2 separate regions of the Capsicum annuum genome follow, and region 2 is linked to region 1. A link is a contact called in public Hi-C data. All regions are on one chromosome and are shown on one strand. The core of a region is the stretch at or near the end of the contact, and the rest is flanking DNA. Distances in the headings are between cores, read along the strand shown. Region 1 holds the start of LOC107870724. Region 2 overlaps LOC107870725 (casein kinase 1-like protein 2).

The links. Hi-C and Micro-C count contacts between places; a contact is called where the count stands out from the background.
Region 2: a Hi-C map of leaf shows a contact between it and region 1, with 4 times the contacts expected there. The contact joins the enhancer-like site here to the promoter of LOC107870724 in region 1. A contact is called at or near these places in 2 of 5 Hi-C or Micro-C datasets (leaf and placenta).

Annotation. Positions count from the first base shown.
Region 1 is chr5:99,136,457-99,142,085 of UCD10Xv1.1, reverse strand. It overlaps LOC107870724, which reads left to right and starts at 2,264. Exons shown (of 16, transcript XM_047413104.1): 1 at 2,264-2,405; 2 at 2,651-2,729; 3 at 3,579-4,124; 4 at 4,230-4,509; 5 at 5,259-5,551. The coding sequence starts at 3,706.
Region 2 is chr5:99,537,585-99,543,213 of UCD10Xv1.1, reverse strand. LOC107870725 (casein kinase 1-like protein 2) reads right to left here. Exons shown (of 14, transcript XM_016717333.2): 10 at 5,515-5,629; 11 at 5,346-5,428; 12 at 5,207-5,270; 13 at 4,918-5,045; 14 at 3,905-4,584. The coding sequence ends at 4,285. Among protein-coding and RNA genes, the nearest start is that of LOC107870725, 18 kb to the right of the region's middle. Within about 2 kb of position 3,358, at least 4 of the 5 cell types and tissues checked have an H3K27ac peak or open chromatin away from gene starts, as enhancers often do. A contact at or near this core is called in leaf, where this site is marked.

The DNA of each region.
Region 1 (5,629 bases), core at 1,015-3,514:
AAAAAAATGTTATACATGCCATTAAAATTTAAAATAGTAAACTATCTAAATATTTTAAAACTGCAAATTCACACGATTATTTTTATCTTCAAATTGTAATAAACTAATCTTGATAATGTCGTCTTTTTCTATTCTTTAATAACCAAGTTAAAAGAGAAAAAGAAAGAACAAAATTTAATTTTCGAAAAATAATTTATATGTATACGTGCATAGATTTAAAGCATGAATATTTTTATTATTTTATCTGTTTACAAATACAATATTTATCTTTATTATTTAAATCACAATATATGTTTCTTTTAATATTTTTACATTTATTGTTTTATTTTATTTTCTTATTTATGCTAGGCTAGTTCTCTCCGTTTAGTTAATTTTATAAAAAAATATTAAAACATATCTTCTTTTTACTTGTATCTTTTTTTTTTCTTTTTGTTACCTTTCATTCATATTTTCACTATAAAATATTTTACTTTCACCATCAAAATAATTGAGTTAAAATATTGCAAATTGTATAAAAATAATATTTATTTATTTATTTTAAATTTTCTCCAACCATTTCAGAACCTGCAATTTGCTTTGTCATGAACTGCAAAAATTGTTCACAAGCATAAAATTGTTAAGTTATGAATAATAATTTTTCATTATATTCCTCAATCAAATCTCGAACTTAAACCCTAATAATCAAAGTTTACTTAAAGTAGCAATTACTTAGTCTAGCATTGTGTAATAATAATTTTAAGAATGTATTTAATTACTTTTACAAAATTATAATGAAAAATATCACTTACTTGAATTCATACCCGAATATAATAAAAATAGTTGTTAAACATCATCATCATCATCTGCATATAAAAATAAAAGGTCAAATCAAATAAAGTTTTTTTTAAAAATAAAGAATGTAATAAGTAAATTCATAAATAAACCTAATAATCAGTAATCAATAATAGAAAGAAGAAAACTTAACATCACATGACAGAATATGAGTGAATATATATAAGAGAGATTATGAAGGAAAAATTCTATTCCAATTCAATTCTAATATGTTGAATGTCAAAAAGAAAATAATTACCTTCCCATCACAAAACAAATTTATTTTAAAAAAATTAAAAACACTTCCGCACAATTACTAAAAGCAGTTGCCAATAAACTTCCAATTTTTAAAAAATCGTTTACCACATTAACAAAGAATGAGGAATTCTTTTAACAAATATTCATAAGTCTATTAATATAAAGCTATGTGAAAACATTTAAATTTTTTTAAAAAGTCTTTCTTTAATTTTATATTTATCCATTATCCTAATCGGTGAAAGATTTTGAATTAGATAAACTTCTTTATCATTAGCCTATTTCTTTTTTCTCCATCATTATGAAATTATATTATTATTATTATTAAATTACTATAGCTTCATCTTTAATTTAACATTTAAATAAATTATATTTAAATATATTATGTAACATTTAAATTTAATAGAAATAAATTTATGAAAGAGTAGAAGTCTATTTGGAACATAAAGATAACATTTAATACAAATTCTATCCTTTATCCTTTATTTTTTTAAAATAAAATTCATACTTATCCTTTAATCTATAAAATTGTTATTGTTATCTTATTATTATTAAAACTATTACTTACCAGAACAACGTATTACTACTGCTAAAACTATAATTTATTTATTTATTATTACTTTTATTATTATTATTATTATTATTACTACTATTTATTTAATATAATTCAATTTATAATATTTCTTCTTCTTCTAAAAGTCTTGTCTAGGCCTAAGTTTCTTTTTCTTTTTTTTTTTTTTAAAATTTACTGCACCTTTTTTATTAGGTTAAAAAGTTGTTTTAAATGACCCACATTTTTTTTATTTTTAAATTTACTGCATCATTTAAAAGTTTCAAACTTTCTAATATTTTTTAATTTAAATTTTTTTATCACAACATCATTAAATATTGTCTTAAAAATTGCCACGTGGCTAATTTAATAACTTGACACATGACATTTTGTCTAACCTAAATTTTACTTTTATATATATATAAATTATTTTTTAACACAACACAAAAGCAACAAAGCAACAACAGGTGAAAATTTCAGTGTAAGAAGGTAGGTTTAATTCAGCGTTATTTTGTCCCACTAGTTATGAATTGGCTAAATATTAGTAATTACTTTTGATGAAACTAGGGGTAAATCTTACGTAATTGGTAACTTAAAAAAGTGATTATTTGGCAGATAACATGGGCTGGTGGAAGATAGATAGAAGTAGGAGGCCCAAAATGTGGTTTTGGTCCAATTTGTATTCGTGTTTGGGGCTTTAGAAAATTAAAAAAAAGGAAAAAAAAAACCACGTTATTGCTGGAACAACCTGACCTCCTTCCACCGATCAACGGACTCTTTCTACGTTCCTGTAATGATTTTTCTCTACTTATTATATTTCATGTCTTTTTTTCATGGGAATATTTGTCTCTCTCACATACACAAATTCATATCTGAATATTCATTTTGTTTTTGAACGTGTACGATATTCTTCTTTTCCCCTTTTGTTTGAGCTATTCTTTTAATTTTGTTTTAACAAAATCGAACTTTTCAAAACCCTAATTGAACCCCGAGTTACTTTAATTTTTTTTTGATGGTAATTTTTATACATTTCAGATTTTTGGCATCCAAGGCTGTGCAGATCACGCGGTTGTTTGAGATTTTATTAGTGTGTTTATACAGTTAAAGTTGCCAGGTAATATATATATATATACAACAACAACAAACCCTGTATATTCCCACCTAGTGAGATATAAATATAGATTTATATACAAATCTTTTGCTGCTTTTTGTTAATTTTTCTAATTATGGGTTGTTTGTATTTATGGTTCTTTTTTTTGGCATTTTGTTCAAGTTAAGTGAAGGAGAGTGTGGGTGTCAAATCTGAGTCTTTGATCACCGAAAAATTGTTTATTTTCGATTTTTCATATCGGTAGCATTGTTTGAAATTTTGTCTGCCGTTTGATGAATGTTGTGGTCAAACTTTGAGAAAAGGAGAAAATATAAATCAGTGTTGATTGCTATAACTGCTGGCTATTACAAAAATAATAGCAAATGTTAGAAGTATCAGTGGACCTAGTTCAAGAACATAGCTCTGAACTCAAAATTTTATTTTATTACTATTTAATATTTGGATGTGATGAGTCTTACGGCTTGTTTAGTCCGCTGCTGAGTGCTGACAGTGTTCAGCTCTTTGTTGGCTGAATACTTTAGAAAGTGAATAAATAGTTTCATGAATAGAAGCTGTTGGAATGCATGACAATCCTTACAAGAAAAAAAATTTGTCGACTTGTTCATTTATTGAGTTTAGAATTAGTTGTCGCGATATTTATGTGTCTATATCTTCTTGCTTGTATCCTTATGTCATTCATTATTGTTCGTTGATTTTGGCCTTTTTTCTGAGCTTTTTAAGTAGCTATAAACGAGCATAACAGATTTAGTTATAACTCAATTTTTTTAGAGCTGCCAGTAGGTTACACAGCTTTTAGTTAGTCTTGGATTTGTGTGGAGTGGGTTTCATGTTTGCATGATGGTATCCTTGCAGAAGTGCTATGTTCATGCACATTTTTTAGGAGATTGAGTTGGTTTCATGCGTTATTCTTGAGGAGCAGTGCCATGCACAGCTGTGTTCGCTGGGTGGGTTACACAAAGAGTGTTCGCAAATTGATGCAATGTCAGCAGCTAGCAAATTTGATCTATCTTCTAGTAGTCCAGATAGGCCACTGCACGCCTCTGGGCAGCGTGGATCTTATGCACCTACTGCTTCATTGGATCGGTCAGGTAGCTTCCGTGAGAACATGGAGAATCCAATCTTATCTTCTCTTCCAAACATGACTAGAAGCACTTCAACAATAACACGTACAGATGCGGTTAACTTTTTCCAATGCTTGCGCTTTGATCCAAAAGCTATGGTTACGGACCACAAGCTTAATCGGATTATTGATTTCAAGCAGCTTACCAGTTTAGCTTTAGGGGTGCCAGTGGAGGATTCTTCTTTGGTGTCTTCCAAAGGCAAACTGTTCCCTTCTCCCTCTGCAGAGGAGGCCAGACGGCTGAAGACTGGTCTTCGTGAAAGCTGCTCTAAAGCGAGGTAGTTTATCTGGATACTGTGTTCTTCTTGTACATGCTTTTCCTAGTCAACTTTTAATGAGGTTTTTAAGAGATATTGTGCTCATTTAAATCCTTGACATATCAGGGAACGTGTAAAAATATTCACCGAATCTTTATCTGTGCTCAATAAATGCTTTCCAAGCATTCCATCAAGGAAGAGATCTCGCTCTGATGCTTTATCAAATGACCGACCCATGACATTTTTCCCAAGTGATCGATCAGTTTCAGGGACAGGCATGGGTAAGACGGGTACACAAAGTCATTGTTCTCCCAGTAGTTATGAGTTTGAGCAACAAAAGTTTGAAGAAAGGGTTAAAACTACTGTTCCAAGCAAACGTACTCGGACTTCCATGGCGGATATGAGGGTTTGTATTATTATGTTGTTATTTTCTTGTATCCTCTTATACCTTGATTTAAATTCACTTTTTGAGGTATTTTATCTACATCACCTATTAAAAAGAGGCGTTTGTCTACATCAAAAGCCTTGGATTGAGATTTCGCTTTGCAACCTTCTATGGATCTTATGTTCCAACTATGGTATTGCTGAGTAAGCTAGAGGACTAGCTCATTTAGGAAATCAACTTCCTTTACTTTTCTCTTTATCACTGGGTAGTAAGATCAGCTAAATGTGGGTTAACACCATAACTACCTAATGAAGCTTGATATCATTGAGCGTTAAGATTGAATCTTGTCCTTTCTTCTTTTTTTCTTTTTTGGCTAAAATGCTGATGAACACTAACAAATGAACTGATGTAGTTGGCTACTTGTCTCAGGAAAGAATTGTAGTTTTTATTGTTGAGCATTGATTAGAATCTTTCTTCCTTGCTAAAAATTTCTTTGTTTTCTTCATGGAAAAAGATGCCAATCTAGAGTTTATTGGGAAGTGTTTCAAATATTTCCTTTTTTATCCAAACATATATGCAACTGCGCAGATACTTGCTGTTGAAGTATCCTCTAAGCATATCTTTTTCCTGTAATATATGCGGTATATTGGGCTTTCTGATGCTAATCTTTGACTAGGCTACATGCTTCCTCACCTAAATCCATTCTTCCATTCGAGTTTATGCTTGGACATAGCTTAACATTTTTAAAACTGACTTCTTGTTGTTTTCAGCCTGATGTAAGGGCAAACACACCCACAAGGCCCGTGGGGAACATAGATAGAGATAGGGAGTTACTGAGGTTTACAAATGGTAGCTCAATTCAGGGAGAAGATCATACTCCATCCGTTGCTGTAGAGGGTTGGGAGAAGTCGAGGATGAAAAAGAAGCGTTCTGGAATTAAACCAGATGCTACTAGTTCCATGACGGCCAAACATATTGATGGCCACAGGGAATCAAAGCAAGGAGTGCAGCCACGACTTCCTAATGATAGTCGATCAAGATTTACGGATACCCATGGCTTCAGGTAGTTCCTCAACTGTCAATGTTGAATTTAAAATCAGAGCAAAGCGTGTGTTCAATTTTTTCCTGTCATTTCTTTTAT
Region 2 (5,629 bases), core at 2,109-4,608, 400 kb before region 1:
AAAAAGAGAACCAGAAGAAAGTAATTATACCCTAAGACCTGGTGAAGCCTGTACAAGAGCCACTAACAAAACAAGAATACAATACACACACACACACACACAGAGAGAATCATCTCCAAATTACAAAATAAAGATTAGTCCAACAAATGAGAGTGAGAAGGATCACCTCTAGATGCCAAAAGCTCAACATAAATCCTTGATCCATGACAGCTTTGCACGATGGACACATCAGCGACAAGAACTCATATTATGATTAGTAAAGTCCAGAAGTGTAGTATGAGTACCAAACATAAGGTAATCAGTAGGCATTAGCTGATTGAACTCTAACAATAATGCAAGTGTGAATAATACGTACAACAAGAATATACATTATAGGCAACTAACTAGGAAATAGAGTACAATAAGGATAGTAGAGAAGCAAGGATAAACTACCATATTCTACAAGTAACTAGGGATGAATGAGTGATACAATAAAGAGCTAAACAGTATACAATAGTAGAGTGAAGAGGGGATATACAATTATAGTATGAGGAAAGAAGGTGATATACAATAAAATTAGCTAGAGAAGAAATGGATATTAGACAGTATTATGCAGGTAGCTAGACAACCCTGGGGGAGCTAGACTAACCGCCTAGATATCATGAGTGTTATATACAAGAAAGGATCTAACTCTAGCACAATCTGAATGTATAACCCGAAATATGAATAATCACAAGGTTCATAATATCAAAAAGGAAAAGAACCCAGAAGCATACCTACAGGTCGTGTGCAAGTCCATAACCATCATGCCATAAACTATACAATAATGTACAAACAACAATATAAGAATTTAAAATCGGAAAAACAATAACCTAACCGGACCGTCAAAAGATAGTTACAATCATACAGCAAACAACAAACATAACCTATACCTATTTATCCCTCCATAAGATCGGTAGGTATAAACGCCAAACAACTATACTGGTGATAGGCAATGCATATCAATAAATGAATGGAAAGTAAATCTAGTACTACTATACCAAGTGTCATATCATACGAAATGTATACATCTTATTTGGCTCGCCGGCTCACAAAGCAGGACTTTTGGGGTATCTAATCTTCTGGCACATGGTTCCTAGACAGGGGTCTGTTAATCAACTGTAATAATTCTACTCCATTAAGTATCGGGGATAAATAAGAGTATAATAAGTGCTCGAAATTGATCAAAGGCTAAATAAGCAGAAAATCCATTGTTAAGATCAAAGTGAGAATGAAAAATGGTAGAATAGTGTAAAAAGAGTTGAAATCTTCCTCAACCGAAATAAGTAAATAATGATAAATGAGTAGCTTGATAATGGACCAGAAACTACATCAGTTTGAGTTTCAAAAGTAGTATGCTTAGTATAAAAGGACATAAACCAATAATACGAATAGTACAAGCCATAAACCAACAATACGAATAGTACAACTTCCATTTTAAAAAATATGCTTTACAAGTGAAAAGTGAGAATAAATCCTTTTGGGGAATATTAATAAGAAACCAAAGTTTTATTTGGAATCATACCATAAAATAAATGCGGGTGCATATAAATTTATACATGCCATCACTAGTATCCAAACAATAGAAGTGCAAGCACTCAAGCATCTATAAACTGAAATCATAGCTCTATCAGACACATGAAACTAACCTGGTGTCCAACTAATATCGCAACCAAGGTATCGGGTCTAATAATATACAAGGTAAAAGGATATCGAGATCATTGCATAGAATGCTAAGGTAAATAAGGGCATCATGCTATTGGGAGGGTTTATCTAAGAATATGACCCACAATAATATGTACAACTACAAGTCCTAAACTAGGAATCCCTAATGTTAACCTATGATCCAAGAAAGTAGCATGCTTAACATAACCCTATAGATATAGCTAGTATTATAGGCTAAGGCTCAAACTACAATTCTATTCTAAAATTTAGGGGTGTGCATGGATCGATTCAGTTCGGTTTTATGCGTTATTGGTTCGGTTTATCGGTTTTCAATTTTAAAATATGCAAAACCAATAATCAACCAATAAGATTTTTTATCGTTTTTCGATTTATCGATTTTTTATCCTTAACGGTTCGATTTTCAGTTAAACCAATAAGAAAATACTCATAAAATAAAAATAGTAACAACTAACATAAAAAAAAATAGAATCTTAGTTGCCGCCAAACTCCTACATGTTTTCATTAACAAGAATCTTCAAACTTGAACTGAATGTTAGTTTGAAAAAAAAAATCCTAGTTGTTGTAAGCTATACTGAATGTTTCAAACTTTCCAATATGGCAATACTCACGCTTTGTATTGTGTCTTTGCCTTGAATAGGTTAATACTTTGTGAATTACTGAATTGTCTAAAATATTATATATATAAGTAATATAATTATTCATATATATAACATAAATTAGGGTAAAACAGTATTTTAGTATATCCTTACTGGGTTTATCGGTTTAATCGATAACCCAATAAGCTAAAACCAAACCCGAACCATATACCCAATAAAAAGATTTTATAAAATCAATAAAAAATCGTTAGCTCAATAACATTTTTATCTGTTCGATTTATCGATGATTCGGTTTTTGCACGCCCCTACTAAAATTGCCCTAACAAGTCAAATATCAACAAGAAGGCACGAATGGCCTTAAACCTATCCTATAAAACCCCACCGCACATGCAATCTATACAATACACAATGTCATAGAGAAAAGTTGACAATAGCCTATCTCATAGCTAAACAACAGTGTCAAACCATCCACGAATTGCTCGTCTCAACTCCTCAAACTCTGAATTACGTCGCACTATGAATATTATAATCTAAATGTTACTATCAGTAAAACCAGACCCATATTGCAATAATAAACCCTGAGCCAAGAATTGGGTCAAAACTAGGCTCGTGGGACCCATTATCGGAACTCAAAATTGAATCTATCACGAGGTACCTCTAAGAATAACGAATATGTGCTCAAAAATTTGAGCACAATATGAGCTTGAATCAATCATTAAGGAAATCAAGAATTAAATTCTAGAAATTTATAAGGAAAAAGGGCAGAATTAACAAGGAAAATGATGAAGGAACACAAGGTTTTAAACTATCGGGGCTTACCCTTCGTGATTGTGAGGACCCATGATCGCGATTGCAAGGAACAACAAAATCACCCATCACCAATGTAGGGAATGGCCGCAATTGGGAAGACCATGGTGAACACCATGAAGCCTTCACGAATGCAAAGAAGAAATTAGACCGGGTCGAATCAACCCTTCACTGCGACCGTGGAGGAGGCTCGCGACCGCGAAGGTCAAAGACGTAACTCTTTGCGAACATGGTCAAAACCTCGTGAATGCAAAGACTAAATATAGCCTGCACCAGGTGATGTAGCACCAACAAAATCCAAAGTCCCAACAGACTCCTATCAGGTGCTCAGAATTCGTTCGGAACTTCATGCATGCAAATAAACTATGCTACCCTATCAAATTCGACATTCTAGACTCGACAAAATTATAAAAAAATTTATCAGAGGTTTTTTCAATAAAAAGTGAATCCCACATTCAATGTTCCATTTTTATCAATATCCAACCAATAGCCCAAAATGAGTTCAGATACCTTGGGACTCAAAGGGACCGAACTAGTTGTAGGGTAAACTCCTTGGTCATTATTTTCCTGAGACAGCATTTTATTAGTCTGGGCTCCATTGTCATCTTCCATGTTCATGCCGGGCTTGTTGCTCATACAGTTGTTTCAAGACGCAATCTTCCACGTGTTTCCCAAAGGGTACGATTGGTTTATAAACCAAATCTCTCCCATACAATGGGTGTAAACCTGAGCTTGTTACAAAATAAACTTGGCAAACAACATTTTGCACATACTTGAAAAAGAACCAGGACCCAAAATTTACGGAACTGCTGTTGCACTCATCCGACATTCAACTAGAATATTAGTGGGGACCATTTAAATATTACAATGACCAATATACAGTTTCACTAGTCCCCATCATCTGGACAAGGTTTAAAGAGTATGGAAGATGTCTGATTGCACAACTTTGAAACATAAAGAGGCATGCACGACAATGAGCTTGTATTGAAACCACCTGACATCCTGCTTAGCATCATTTAGATCCATCTATTAATAGACCTTGCTTGCACTAACACACCCGCAGATCCCTAATTTCTAACTGGAACTCATTAAAAAAATAACTTTCAAAGCCTCAATTCTACTTGAGGATCACACAAGTCAGAAATTTACAAGAATGTGATGAAAGGGTTTCCAAACATTAGTGATCCGTGTCTTCCTCATCGAAATGTAGACTCTCAATTCCTTTGAGTGTGGATTCATAGTTCTTCATACCAGAAGTACTCCTGCCAGATGAAGCATGTTTAGGATCTGGTGCTCCAACGAGTGGGGAGATTCTCTGTCCACTTGATATTTTGTGCATGGTCGCTGGACTTGCCTCAGGCATTCTAGAACGTGTAGGATCAGAGTCATTTCCCGTAGTGAAAGTCTCACGGCTACCAGAAACAAGACCTCGTCGCAATGATCCACTTGATCGTCCCAGGAAAGTGGAGCTTGACAACTGAGAAATTGGACGATTCATCATAATGTGACAAAAAGATCACCATCATATATAGCATATATCAAGTTCCATTTCAACTTTGAAACACACATGATCTCTATCATCTTCTTATGTTTTTCCTGGGACTAAGGAAATACAGAACTAGATTCTTTGTATCTGAATTCTGAAGCAAGAGTTATTTGAGAACTTCAGAGCACTTCACTATTGTGGGGTAGAGAGGCTGTTTCGATTATGGACTGATCTATATCCTAGACATGCCCTTTGAGAGCTCCAGAATTTCAGAATCTTACCATCATATCTAATAAGTTCAGATTTAATCCAACTCATACTTACCATAGCATCCTTGCTGGTAGAATCATTTCTGAGAGGACTCTTCTGCTTGGACAAACTTCCTGCATATATAAGCGGCCCAGAGTTTCTTCTTCGAGAAGCATCTGCTGGTTGTCTTCCTTCTTCCTCACCTGCAAAATCTTGAAGTAGGCGCAATGAAAATCCCAAATGGAAGAGACAGGTAGGTCACGACCAATACTCACCCGAAGGCGACGAAGCCATACATTAAACATAAACCCCAACGTTCTCAACTTAGAATACAAGAATAAGGACAGTAACACTGGAAGATTACCTGACTGCCTTTCTGCATTAGGGATAACTGGAGGCATGCCTGAGCTGGTTCCAGCACCAGGGCCCTAATAAAAGCAGCCATCATAAGATATAAGCTCAGAACACGTAGAAAAAAAAAAAAGTGATATTTCATCACTTACAAGGAGTCGGGAAGGAGGAGCTGCAATTTGTGATTGCTGATATTTCAATATGGTCCAATCAAAAACATAGTCAAACTGAAAACCTGCAATGCAAATAGAAGTGTAAAGGGAGCTTAGATTGCATATTACCATATAAAGCTTACAAAAAATCTTTCAAATTCATTTACACCTTCGCGGATGAAGAGGTCACGAAATATTCTCTTCAGATAAGCATAATCGGGTTTATCCTCGAAGCGTAGTGAACGACAATAATGGAAATAGGATGCAAATTCAGTAGGATAACC